Linked DNA regions of Mus musculus: regions 1 and 2 are each linked to region 3. Evidence: chromatin contacts called from public promoter capture Hi-C data. All regions are on one chromosome and are shown on one strand. The core of a region is the stretch at or near the end of the contact, and the rest is flanking DNA. Distances in the headings are between cores, read along the strand shown. Region 1 has its middle 68 kb from the start of Gm19956. Region 2 has its middle 17 kb from the start of Gm19956. Region 3 holds the start of Prlhr (prolactin releasing hormone receptor).

Region 1 (4,249 bases), core at 249-2,748, 880 kb before region 3:
ATTAGGTGGGAACAACTCCCTGGAGTCCCTCCTTGTCATCTCCTGGCCACAGCAGATCAGAGGTGTGAGAGCAAAGTGCATACTTCACGGATTGCTCTCGGAGGATTGTTGGATTGGGCCTCAGCTGGGTGTGATGTGGAGAAGGGACTGGCATCAAGGTCGGAGTGGAGAGAAAGGTGAGCCCAGGCAGAGAAGTATGAAGGCCTGTGTTCTACCCTCTCTCCTCTCTCCCTGATGTCTGAGCAGAGCTCTGTCGGTACTGTGGACTGAGCTAGCATCTTGGGCCGCATCTGCCATGACTATGCCCCTGAGTTCCCAGGACATGCATCACAGCTTTGAGAGGCTCAGAAAGGACCTGACTCTTTGCTCATCATCCTCACAATAAGCTCAGATGGGCAGCCAGCCCAGAGGGGCTACAGGAAGTCTGCCTGGTGCATTGTGAAGTCTCGGAGGATCAATTCCAGGGGACTCAAGGCTGGGACGAGAAGGAAAAGGTGAAAGCACAGGCGATTCTCCCAGGTTTTCAAGCTAAAGAAAGTAGGGGGTCGGTAGACACATGCCCCAGGCCACCCAGGTCATTTAGAGGCCAGCAGGTAATCCCTTCTATCAGCAAGAACCTTTGTCACACTGGGTCACCTGAATCTGGTGTTGAGCTCTTTCTCTGACTGCATAGGCCCCAAATCGAATCCCTTGTGACGATTTCCCATGAGGCCACATTCTTTCACATCTTTAGGGCTCTGCTTGTGTCCTAGGCACCTGCCATTCTTCTTATCCAAGTTGTGTTCTGCCTGTGAGAAGCCTGGGTAGGCACCTGTTCCACCCAGTACAACCCATGTTCTCTTGCCCTGTGTCTCTATGTCAACATTTATGTTTTTTTATCTTGGGGCCCGTATCACCATTCACACCAGGACCACTTTTAGTTGACAGACCATCTCATATTTTGTTTGATGAACGATGGGTCCTCAGCGCTGCTCGCTGATTGACTGAGTTGAATGGAAGGCAGACTTTGACTATGAACTACATAATTAATTGATTGGCTGACTTGATCAACTCCAGGGGGCTTTTCCCCAAGATTTTCTCCCTGGTTTCTACATCAGACCCTCCCTTGTGCTCCTCTGAGCTGGAGACTGCTACACACTTGCTTTACCCCACCTGGGTACAACTTATAAGCTTTCATTTGGGCCTTTCTGAAATGTCTCTGAGGAAGCTCACTCTGGTCCCGGGGATGACTGAGCCATGGTGATCTGGCTCAGTAGTGACTTCAGAAGCTTGGCCTCATGTAAACATACAGGAAGCTCTGTCTGATGGAGGGAAAATTGTGATTCTGCCGCTCAAGCCCTGGGGTTAGAAGGTCAGAGCCAGCTGGCTTCTAGGACTTAATATGCCTGTGCTGGCAGGCCCCAGAGACAACTTCCTGGTCAGGACAGCTGCCTTCCACAAGCTTCACCTCTTTGCTCAAGGGAGACAGGAAGGAGTCCGGCCCTCCAGATTCCAAAGCTCGGAATGTGTCTCTTCTTGCATCTCCAGGAATTTCAGCCCTGAGGAATTTCATTGTCTTGCAGGATGCTCAGAGGGATGTGAGTTCCTAAACAGGGCTGCACTCCTCTTTAAAGAGACGCATGCCCCTATCCCCTCAGCAGGCCACACCCAGAGGAGAAAGACTAGGTGCTTTCTCCTCAACCTAGACCAAGGCCACCTTGGCTGTTCTACTCACACTTTCTCTCCCCACTGAGAGAAAGCCAGGCTAGTGAGAGCCCTCATTTACATTTCATTAAGAGGTGTTGGGCTGGGTGATAAAGAACAGATCTATTCTGTCCCTGGATCCAGAGTTTGGGGCACCACTCTGCAGTTATTCCCAGCAGCCCTCTCAGTTCACCTCCCTGCCTCTCACGGTGTAGCCTGAGCTACCAGAACCATATGTTAAAGGTTCTGCCCATTTCCAGTGGGCCTCCAGAAAGGGGATGGCACGAACTCTGCTTTCACATAAGAGAAATCCAGATCAGAGAGGTCAAGCGATTGCTATGACTACTCAGGTAGGATATGGCAGAGCTGGGCAGTAAGCCTAAGCTACCTTGCCTCCAGAGCACCCGCTCTCCCTTTATGTTGGAGCTCATCACCACCCACCTAGAGAAGGAGTTGCAAGTATGAAAGCTACTGGCACCGGCACCGGCACCGGCACCGGAGGAGCTCAGTGTAGACCAGTGACAGTAGAGGGAGGTTGCCCAGACACCCCACTCTCTGTTGCTCCGTGCTCTTGGAGAATGACACAGGATCCCTTAGCAGTTACTCTACTTGTTATGATGTAACTCATCATGTGACAGTTTCAGGGGGCCACACCTTCATTCTGCTCTCACCTGGGAACCCAGGAAGATGCCAGCATCTTTGCGTGGGAACTTGGAGAGCCCACATGAAGTCCCTATCAGGGAGAATGTCACCCTGAGAGCTCCCCATCCTGGCCTTCACAGGTGGAAGAATTTGGCGTTTTTGGATTCAGACATGGCCTGTGGCTTATGCCAAAGACAGGGAGCAGGAGCACGGAGGAAACAATCCTAGTTGTTTCCTAGAAATGTTGGGGACCAGCCTAGATCTAGAAAGGGGACAGTGTGGCTCATCTTCCTGTGCATCTTGGAAATCGCTGGAAAACTCCGGCTCAAAGTGATCCGTGCTTTATCACATCGCCACGTGTACAGTGCTTTTCAGCATTTCTCATGATGTGTTTTCAGGCTCAGATTGATGGAGGTGGGAGTCAGGCCCGGGGGTGGAAGAGACAAGGGTTTAGTAATGAGTTCGAAGTTTACAAAACACAGAAGCCAATATGGCTTCAATACGTGATGTGACCCTTTATAAGCCTGGAAACGACTCTTCAGAACTCTTTCTGGACTGACTTCAGAGTGGAGTGGCGCTGGGACACCACAGACTGACTTTGAGCAGTGGGTCGGTATTGCAGGAATTTTTTAATTTCCTGTAGCTCAGAACAGTTTTCTCCCAGGGCGCTTTCGGAGTTACTCTGCTCCGAGTTGACCACGTTGCTACTTCGGGAATGGCCCAGAGAGAAGGAAAACACCGTCCAGGAAGAACATTAATGGGATTCCCCTGGAAAATGACACCACCAAAAGTTTAGAAAAATATTTCCAGGGAAATGAGGGACCCGCTACTCAGAAGACAGAAACCAGTGACCTGACACCTCTGAGCTTTAAAAAGCAGAATAAAATGGAGTCACTTACACTTCCCAACTGAAAGGAATTTGGGAAAAGCAGATTATTATTAATTATTTTAATAGCTTCTTAATTAGCCCTTCAAACAAGTTTTTAAAAATCCCCAAAGGTGTCTAATTTGCATGACATGTTTTTACTTTTCTGTGCATTTCATTAACAGCCCCCTTAAAAAAAAAACCAACAAGTGAGACAGGGGAGCAATGATTTTACTAGATGGATTTGGAAAAGAACTCAAACTTCTTCAGAAGCCCATGTGTCTCGCTTCACCTCAGGGGTGTCTCATCTGTGTCACCCCAGGGTGCTCACAGGAGGTTATATGCTTTTCAGAATTCACCGAAGAGCTCCCTCAGAGTCACCATGACCCCGCAGAGCCTGACTGGCTCCAAGGGGCGGGGCGAGGCGGGGGTGGGGCGGAGGCGTGGGCGGGGCAGTTGATCCTTAGGCCAACAATTAATCTGGAAGATAATGGACTTCAGCCGCATCAGTGGGCACATGACCGGTCAGGAGGAGCTGACCTGGGGACACTGAGAGACCAGAATGCGGATGTCTCTCACAATGTGTGAAACGAGGCAGAAAAGTGGCACATTTGATTGAGAACAGAGACAGCACGGGAAAAGTCAGCACCGCCCGCTTCTGGCGGATGTGCGGCTGGGAAGCTGGAGCAGACACTTAGCAGCCCAGGGCATAGTGCCAAAGGATGGACTCAGACCCCTGGGAGAGCTGGGCAGGAGGGAGGAGCTGACATAGCTTTCCTCTGGTCCCCCTTTCCTCTCTTCCTTCTCATCGTTGTGACCAAGGGCACTTTCAGTCTCATCTAGTGTGTACCGGATCTGGGTCAAGATCTTGGCTATATCATCTCCCTAAATGTTTTCTACCCTACCGGGAAAATGAGCTCCACTATTTTCCTCATTTGGCAGAGAGCAGCTGTTTAATAGCTAACTTTTAATGAGCAGTTACTATGCAGCAGACCTTGGAGTCTATCAGTATAAATTCAGTTATCACAACACCCACCCATTCTACAAGAGCTTCCCTCC
Region 2 (4,517 bases), core at 299-2,798, 830 kb before region 3:
ACCATCAGCCTGAAACTTTTGAGAACCTTGGATGCAATGTGGGAGCCAGGTGCAGGGCTGCAGCTGAGTGGCAGGCCTCTTGACTCCTCTGCGTTGCTGTTTTGTTTTTCATTTTCATTTCCGAGCATCTGAGAAAAGAGGAAAACCCAGAACCCCAGGATACTCCAGGCAAACTCAGCTTCTCTGTCTCCTCGCCTGTTCAAAGTTACTTGAAGCTTCCAGTAAGGCCTTTTTCTTCATTCTTCCAGGTTCCAAAGAGAAACAGCCTAGTGGTCTCCCTGAGTACAAAGGCAAGAGCCCACGTCCTCCCTGTGTGGATAATGGCTTTGCAAATAAATGGTCCAATGTGAGCTTGGGTGACATTATGACAGCTCAAGCATCTGCATGTGTGCACATGCACATGTACACACACACACACACACACACACACACACACACACACACACACACACACACAAACCCTTTAGGAAAGAAGTTCTTGGAGAGCTGAGACGTGATGCCTTGGTGTGGAAAAGCTGACGGATTTGCTTTGGTTTTAATTGGGTTTTAAAAGATGACAAAGAAAAGCTGCCTCAGGGTCTGCTTTTGAAACTCATATAGGAATTTATTTCAGGACCTTCCCTGAGTATCCAGAGAATGCTGAGCAAGGACCGGATGGTGGCTTTTGCTTAGATACCCCCACCCCCATCCCCATCCCGACCCACCATTGCCTTTCAACTCCAGCAGCGTTACATGGTCCAAGCCAATCCCAGCCTTCTTGCACACACTGGATGAAAAAATGTCACCCTTTCTGCTGTCTCTAGTCTTTCAGTCTTTGGAGATGCTTAAAGCTGGCTGATACTGCAGGCTCCCGGAGCCCTGCAGAGCACGAATTTTTTTTTTTTTTTCTGGAGCCTTCCACAAGCTGACTGCAGTCGACGGGCAGTTCCTTCACGAGCTTTCTGCAGTGGCATGGGTGAGATTAGTTTCTGCTATCACTGTAATTTACAAGGCTCACATCACCATGTAACAACTTGGTGATTACATGGAAAATATCGTATAAATACACAGTAATTACAAGTTCATGCAGATTACTTGGGATATACATTTGAAGTTACCGAGTAGTTCAAAGATTAATTATCCTGTAACTGGCAGTATTTAAATCATTTTTCCCCCTCATATACGGATACATCGAGGTCGACTTCAAGGCGGCCTAGGACAGGAATGGCATGAGTATGATCTGAAAAGAAAAAATGAAATTTGACAGGCATGGATTATTTAAAGCATGCATATGGGAGCCGAACAGCCACTACACTTTGATGCAAATCGTAGGGGAAAGAGCAGAGGGATGGAGTGGAGGGAAAGGTGCTGACCAAAGTGAGGGCTTCCTGCCGGGAACTTGAAATTTAAACAAATAATCATTTAAATGGCAGCTCAGCATTACAGTTCCGAGCTTCGTGCATTAATGTCAACATCTGGTACCAACATTTTGACAATTCTATTAAAATGCCCCAGCATTCCCTATCTAACACCTGTTAGCTCTAATTTTCTTTCCTGAGTAGCACACCAGTAGACAGGGTAGATTCCAAACCATTTATCACTTTTAAAGTGCTTCCATATGCGTGCTGGACCCAGGCTGGCCCTAGGCAAACGTTTTTTCCGAATGCATTAAAATTCAAGACTTTTTTTTTTTTTTTTTTTTTTTTAGTGTAGACACCAATGTTTCATTGAATTCATGTCTGGTAATTATTAGCTTAAATTATGGCTCACACATGACAAAATGGACCATGAATTAAAAGGCGTGCACACACGAGTGCATGCACACATACGCACATATTCTTCAACCGATGCACCGGAGCTGTGCCTCGCACGTTATTAAGATGTCAGTCAGTAACCATTAGGCAAACATACTTCATGGAGGGCCCTGGTAAGAGGCTCCGGGGGTTCCCAAGAGACTATCTAAAAATGTCAAAAATGTTACAGTATAAATGAAGGACACCAACAAGACTACATATGCTTGAGATGTGAAGCTATTAGTTAATATATTACAAGTTTCAAACCTCTAAGCAAAACAGGTAACACAATTTTCATTTGACAAAGGGCTAAAGATAAGAAGGGACTGATTCCCAGACAATACAATCTCCCTGATTAGGAGAAGGCCTTCAGAGGGCTGGGAGGTCAGGGTGAGCCAAGAAGATTCTGGAGCTTGCAGACCGTGCTCTGCCTTGCCTGGAAATGATGGAAAAGTGAAGTCCAGATATAGCAGGGACCCTTCTCATAACGATGTCTGGCTGCTCCTTGCACTTTCATAAATAGAGGAGGTGTGATGGATCTAATGGCTGCTTTTTAAAGGGAAGAAGGTGCTTGCAAGAAAGAGGTGGTAAGGTTAGGGTTATTACATGAGTAGAGAAGATCACTCATTGCTTTTCTGAGGAGACAGTTGCTTTCAGCTTCTTGCCCAGCAATAAAACCCACATGGCAAAAATATTTTAAGTAACGACCACAACAAAACACACATAGAAAAAGGAAAGATTTAAAGCAAAACTCAAAACAAACAGACAAACAAACTCCTTGCGTGTACTTGGGATGAAGGCACAAACAGTTCCCTTGAAATACAAGGCGACATTGAGATGACCAGGGAACAGGGCATGGAAACCACCCCACCAAACTCTCAATATAAAAAGCTGTAGGCAGTTAAAATGTCCGCCCCTGTACACATGCACACCTACACGTTCACACTTCCTCTGTTTACTAAATAACATTTCAGCACAGTTTTCATCTTATAAGGAAAGTGTTTGAAACTCGGAATAAGTGCACTTAATTAAAGGAAGGCTGTGAAAATGTGCACTAATCTGATATGACTAATAGCAAGTGCATGAAATTGCTAATTAGAATTTCATTAAAGGTGCTGCTTTATCAGACTGTGAAAATCACAACCTTTAAAATTCTTTCAGGAGAGCTTAATTCCTTTTCAAACAGAAATATTCTTTAAAGACATTTGATTTGTTCTGAAGGAATACGTGGTTTCAGCTGGAACTAAAAATGTCTCCGATATTCCAGGAGGCGACATCAGAATAGGAATCTACATCAGGGACCCTGTTATCCCTGCTTGACGATGCTACTAGCTGCCCCCCCCCCCACGATTGTTCAAAAACCTGGTCTTAAAAACCCCAAGTAGGGTCAGTTTGTTCCACACGGAATGTGCATTCTGCAGAAACCAACATCTAGTCTCTCCTGGAAAATTAAGTAGAAAGTCACTAAAAGGATTAAAATTTAAATTTTTTCAGATACATTTTTGGGTGATTTGAATTTACACTTTATTTTATTTATCACTTTGGTTTTTAGAAGAAGCATTTAATTTTTTTGAGATTATAATATAATCACATTCATTTTTAAAAGTAAGAGACATTTGCAGTTGCAAAGTATTTTCTTCTTTGAAAGAGAAGGGTATTCTGTTTCTTTCATCATCAGTAGTAGTCTTTGCTCTTTTCTTTTTTTTGTAGAGAAAAATCAACCCCTTAAAACATAATAACATATCGATTATAAAATTGCACTTTTTAAGTTGGAAGATTCTGACTTCAGCAGACATGCGCTGTCTCACCCCTTCCCTGGCTTCATTGCACAGGGTTGTAGTTCCCATTTTAATTACTCTCTGCACTGGGTCCAAACTTCAGATTAATACGACTAATTAACTTTAGATTACCAGATTAATAAGAAATCCCTTGTTTTAATTTTCCTGGTTTTCTTTCCAGCCATTTATTTGCAGTTTTTAACTATAAAATCCACTCTGTGCTGCATCTTCCTGTGTGGTCAATGGCATTTTTGCTGCTTCCTATGTGGCCCTCTTAATTCTCACTGGTAGGAATAGGGTTTTTTGGAATACTCACACTTGATTGACTAGTGACATTTTTGTTACAAAAACAAACAAACAAACAAAACAAATAAATCAAACGAAAAGCTCATTAGCAATCATGTAAACCAGGGACCCTCAAAATACCATTTTGCTTTACTCTCATGCTGTTAAAATATCAGCCTTGCTGACTGCTCTGAACACCACACTTGACAGTGATGGTACGATTTCAGAATCAAATCTCCTATATACATTTCAGATCTTGACTTATAAGCTCATCAGTCATCCCCAGATGACTATCGTTTCTGAAAGGGGAGAAAATGAAATTAGAAGTAACTTTATTTGAGAAACTGATTTCCTTGGACACCTGAACAAATCTCAAGCGGACGAATGACAGTCTGGTCTGATTTTGAATTCAGCTAAAGGAATTTTCGTGGCATTTGGATAATTTATCACCAATGCTAGGCAGCAGGTAAAAGGACTATGTTTTTCCTCTCCAACATTTGCTGTGTGTGTGTGGGGGGGGGTACATTTGTACAATAAGAACAACGATTTGGCAAAATATGGGTCTAGACTGAAATGAGAGAAAATTATGCTCCTTAGTTGTCGTCTGGAGTCCAGGGAGGGTGTCAAGTCTTACTCTCCGTGGCCACTGCAGTCAAACAAAGCTGCTAATTCGGATGTTTAA
Region 3 (4,540 bases), core at 1,669-4,168:
AACCCTGTAGCTACTAACGACTTCTGGTGCTGCTTAGTGCAGATATTCATACCCCCATCGTCTGTAGATGTGAGAACTAAACCTTTGTCATTTTGGTACCAAACCTCCTCTTATACAGCACGCGGATAAATGAGCTAGTCTCTTTTCAACAGTAATAGAAGAGAGGGGAGACCTTCCTGGAGTGGCACTAGAGCCCCACACACTTGCTACAGACAGTAATTCACATCACACACTTCACAGGCCCTGGGTTGATACTATGTATCTTTTTCCAAAGTTCCTTCTCTCAGCAAACCAGTAGCTGTTTCAGCATCCATTATTGAGGCTCTTGGAAACTGAGGCCCCAAGTACGTTCCTCATTAACAGAATTCTGAAAAGGTTAATGTGCTGATCATCAACCCAGGCTCACACCCAAGAGCCTTCCCTGTTCTTGAAGCCCTGAAAGTGGTTAGCATTTGAACTGTCCATCTTGTGGATGGAAGTTAATTTTTCTGTGCTATCCTTAAGTAATCCGTTCCAGCCCTGGCTTCTAGGCTGATATGTTGCAAGAATCTCCAGGGAGCAGGTGCTGAGCAGTCAGATGGCAGCTGTTGATCTGTTGAAATTCAGCAATTAGAGGATGCAGGAGAATGCTATGGCACACAGTTTACACTGAGCATTTCTTTCTGGTGGTAAACACTGCTTGTGTGTGTGTGCACACACACATATGATGTCTGTCCTCATGGACAGGTACATGTGTCCTTAAGAGAACCACATCTTCCCATTTGCCTGTCTCTATAGTGATTGATTCCTCTCATGTAGCCCAGGCTGGTCTCAGATTCCCTATGTAGCCCAGGATGATCATGAACTGATCCCTTTTCCTCCATTTCTTGGGTCATGGGCTCACAGACATGCACACCCTGTTGTGCAAGACTTGAACCCAGGGCTAGGTGAGCTGTCTACTTACTGACCTGCTTCCTTTATCCTTTCAATATGGTAGCTGAGGAGTTGGAAAGAAGACAAGAATAACACCTCCTGAAATGTAACCTGAAACTGGATTTGTTCTATAAATCCAAATGATTTTAAAATGAAAATCTTTTTGGAACATAAAGATCTTACTCAGGAAATGTTAAAAACCTGGATATTGATTTGGGATCATAGTATGATCTGAAATCAAAGTGAATCCAAGGCTCAGGTAGACAAAACAGTCATTATATCTCAGCTGGGGCCTTTTAAAAAGGTAAAGTGAAAATCTTCACCAACTCCAACACCACATTTAAATTCCACCCACAGTGTACGCAAAGAAAAAAAGAAAGAAAGAAAGAAAGAAAGAAAGAAAGAAAGAAAGAAAGAAAGAAAGAAAGAAAGAGAGAAAGAAAGACCTGCTACTGATTTATTTTTCTGAACCCAGAAAAATAGCTGTTTTGCTTTCAGGGGTAGACCTGATAAATCTGCTTCTCTCTCTCTCCCCAGGCTCTTCTGCTCCAAAGCCCACCTAACATTTCACAGAAACACAAAAACCAGACAAATCAAAAGGGCTGGGTGGGAATTCGCATGTGTTGGCTTAACTTTGGTGCTGGGAATAAGATCTCACGACGACCTCTGGGGCTAAGGGATATGAATTTCCCCAGCTCGGACCTGGCAGAGCGACATCAGATGACCACGCTGACAGTCATGTTCTGGCCATGAGGCACAATCTTGCGGGGCCAGGACAGCAGCATCTTGCGCAGCTCCTCTCGAAAGCTGTCGTGCAGCCATGCATAGATGAAGGGGTTGTAGCAGGCGGAGCTCATAGCAAGCCAGTGGCAGAGTAGCTGCACCAGCCCGAAGGCGTAGGGGTCGATGGCACGCGGGTCCAGGTCTCGCAATAGGTTGAAAATGTGCAGCGGCAGCCAGCAGACCGCGAACACTACCACCACCACCACCAGCAGACAGAAAGTGCGGCGGCGACGCGCTCGGTCCCAGTCAGCTTGACTCTGGGTCACGCTGCCAGGCACCACGCGGTTCCTCAGCTTCACTGACACCCGTACGTAAGACAGGAGGATGGCCAGCAGGGGGAGCAAATAGGTGCCCAGAAGCAGCCCCCAGGCGTAGATCTGGCGTTGGCGCTCCTGCGAGCCCCAGAACTCCTCGCAGAGGCTCACGTCGTGGGGCTTGAGCTCCACATGGTAGGTGTGCACCGCGGCCGGCAGCGCCAGCACTGCAGATAGAGCCCAGATGCCCAGCACCGCGTAGGCGCTGAGCCTCAGTGAAATGCGCCGACGTAGCGGGTGCACCAGAACCACATAGCGGTCCAAGGCGATTGTGGTGAGTGTGAACACCGATACATAGACGGTGACCGGCTGCAGGAAGAAAACCAGATGACACAGGCCTCCACCGAACACCCAGCCCCGAGGTTCAAAGGCATAAGCTAGCGTGAGAGGCACACAGGCGGCACACATGAGCACGTCGGACAAGGCCAGGTTGCCAATGAGGAAGTTGGTCACGTTGTGCAGCCGGCGCACGCGCGCGATCACCAGCACAAGCAGGCAGTTGCCCACCAGACCCACGACCACCACGATGCTGTACAGCATCACGATCAACCCCTTCAGCTGGTGCACCAGCTGCAGGCTCTGGAACGGCGTGACTGCTGCAGCTCGGGGAACCGTTGCAGACAGGTTGCCCTCCGAGGCCTCTGCGCTCTGGTTGGCTGGAGTCGAGCTAGCTGGCAACAGCCCAGAAGACAAATCGGGGTCTCCAGTGGTCTCAGTGGACAGTGAGGTCATGGCTACCTGTTCAAAGGTAATCAAAGTTGTCACTTTCCATCTTCCCTCGTGTACCTTTTCCCACCACCCAACTCCTCTCTTGGACACAAGACCCAGAACATCAAGCGCAATGAATGTTGTCCTTCCAGTTCTATAAAAATAAGCCTAACACAGGTTCTTTAAACAGCTCCTATTCGTGGATAGCTCTCGCGGTCCCCGGAAGGCAGACCGGGGAGCTGGCCCTACCTGTGAGCAGGCTTGGCTGGCGGGAAAAGGCTCTCAAAGGCGGGAGCAGACCGCCTGCTGTTCCTCAGGGGTCCTCAGCCAACAATGGACGCTCGCTCGGGTTGCTCTCTTCTACTAACGGATTCAGTAGTTCCCAGTGGGTCAGCAGCTTGTGAGGGGTCTGGGAGCTCCTCCCCTCCACCTCTTCCTGACTTCAGCTCTCCCTTCAATGGAAGATGGGGGCGGAGCTTACTGCCCAACTCTGTGCTTAAGAGGAGCAGCATGTGTAGTAGGAATAAGCAAGAAAGGGGGTGGGGCCAGGAACCTGGGCCCCACGCTCCAGGGTGATCTCCACTTCGGAAGTGTGCAGTGCCCCTGGAGAAGCTGTTCCAGAGGGGCGTGTCCCAGGGGATGACAGAGGAGGTGCGGGAAGCGCCAATTTGTGATGTCCACCAGGTGTAGTCTCCAAAGGCTGAGAGGATTTGGAAATAGGGAAATGTAGATAAACTAGGGAGTGAAGGGAAGTCCTCACAGGACAGCTCCAGATCCTGCAGAGCTCCAACTGCAGCTGACAGAGTCGCTAGAGTTTGGGGTCTAGCAGAGCTTTGTTATGCTGCACCTGTCGCTGGTCAGGGATTTTAGGGCTCTAGCACTCCAGTGTATCCTTTGAGCCTTTTGCAGGTGTGGTGGCCAGAGTTTCCTCTCAAAGGGAAAAAATCAGCACCACGGGCAGCTCCCCAGTGCTGTGTGGGTACGGCGCAAGGGGGCTCGCGACAATCGAAATTACTGCAGCTCTGTGGATCTGAGGCTTGCTCCCTGGAGCAAAAAAAAAAAAAGAAGTGCAGGATGGAGATTGAAGGGTGACTTTGGCTCCGATATGGATCATCACCAGGGACCGTGCCATCATTTACCTCCCTAGCTCAGAAAAACGCAGCCATCAGGCCAGTTTGTGCTCTATAAATTCACCCCAATATCTGAACCCTGCCACTCTTTGCTCATTTCTCTTTGTCGCTACAGCAACCCAAGGCGCCACCTGTCCTAGCAGAGATTGTTGAGTTCCTGACTTTCTTGTCCTCCTAGAATAAAAGCCCTTCCTATGTCGGTTTAGATATTTTTTTCTTTTTTACGTACTAGCGGTTGCAGGGTTTCAGAAAGAATAACAAAGGTGACATTTGAAAAGGTTAAGTTTCATAAGATCTTTAGTAGCATGAAGTTGTCACTGAAATATAAGTTAAGCTGCACAGTGAGAGGTCTGTCAGGAAAGGGGCTTTGTAACCACCCTGTTCAGAAGCCAGGGCTTCTGAAGGAGGCTGAGTTTCAATGTCTAGTCCTCTCTGGTAAGCCCTACTTTAGCCTCTGGGGCTTCAGATATCTCAGTTCTACTAGAAAGCTTTAACAAGTCATTCCACTCTTGAAATTCCAGTGAGTCACTCACACAAGAAGAAAAGTCAGTTATAGCACAAAAGCTACCCATTATTGTGCTATTTCCACTCTACACCCACACTCTCTGAGCGATAATACATGTAGCAGAAACCAGTATGAAAGTCAGAGTGGTAAGTAGTTCACGTGTGTACTGGGGCACTTTCCAGAGAAGG

What was found. Promoter capture Hi-C pulls out the DNA fragments that hold promoters and counts their contacts.
Region 1: a contact with region 3 is called in a promoter capture Hi-C map of embryonic stem cells, with 3 times the contacts expected there. The contact joins the enhancer-like site here to the promoter of Prlhr in region 3. A contact is called at or near these places in 3 of 39 promoter capture datasets (embryonic stem cells and hippocampal neurons) and 2 of 115 datasets of contacts at active chromatin or transcription factors (astrocytes and embryonic stem cells).
Region 2: a contact with region 3 is called in a promoter capture Hi-C map of second pharyngeal arch cranial neural crest, with 4 times the contacts expected there. The contact joins the enhancer-like site here to the promoter of Prlhr in region 3. A contact is called at or near these places in 6 of 39 promoter capture datasets (embryonic stem cells, hippocampal neurons, liver and 3 more) and 1 of 115 datasets of contacts at active chromatin or transcription factors (astrocytes).

What each region holds. Positions count from the first base shown.
Region 1 is chr19:59,584,548-59,588,796 of GRCm38.p6, forward strand. No RefSeq gene overlaps it. Among named protein-coding and RNA genes, the nearest start is that of Gm19956, 68 kb to the right of the region's middle. Within about 2 kb of position 1,499, at least 22 of the 459 cell types and tissues checked have an H3K27ac peak or open chromatin away from gene starts, as enhancers often do. A contact at or near this core is called in embryonic stem cells, where this site is marked.
Region 2 is chr19:59,635,008-59,639,524 of GRCm38.p6, forward strand. No RefSeq gene overlaps it. Among named protein-coding and RNA genes, the nearest start is that of Gm19956, 17 kb to the right of the region's middle. Within about 2 kb of position 1,549, at least 3 of the 459 cell types and tissues checked have an H3K27ac peak or open chromatin away from gene starts, as enhancers often do. A contact at or near this core is called in second pharyngeal arch cranial neural crest, where this site is marked.
Region 3 is chr19:60,465,386-60,469,925 of GRCm38.p6, forward strand. It overlaps Prlhr (prolactin releasing hormone receptor), which reads right to left and starts at 2,919. Exons shown (of 1, transcript NM_201615.2): 1 at 1,348-2,919. The coding sequence starts at 2,741. The coding sequence ends at 1,629.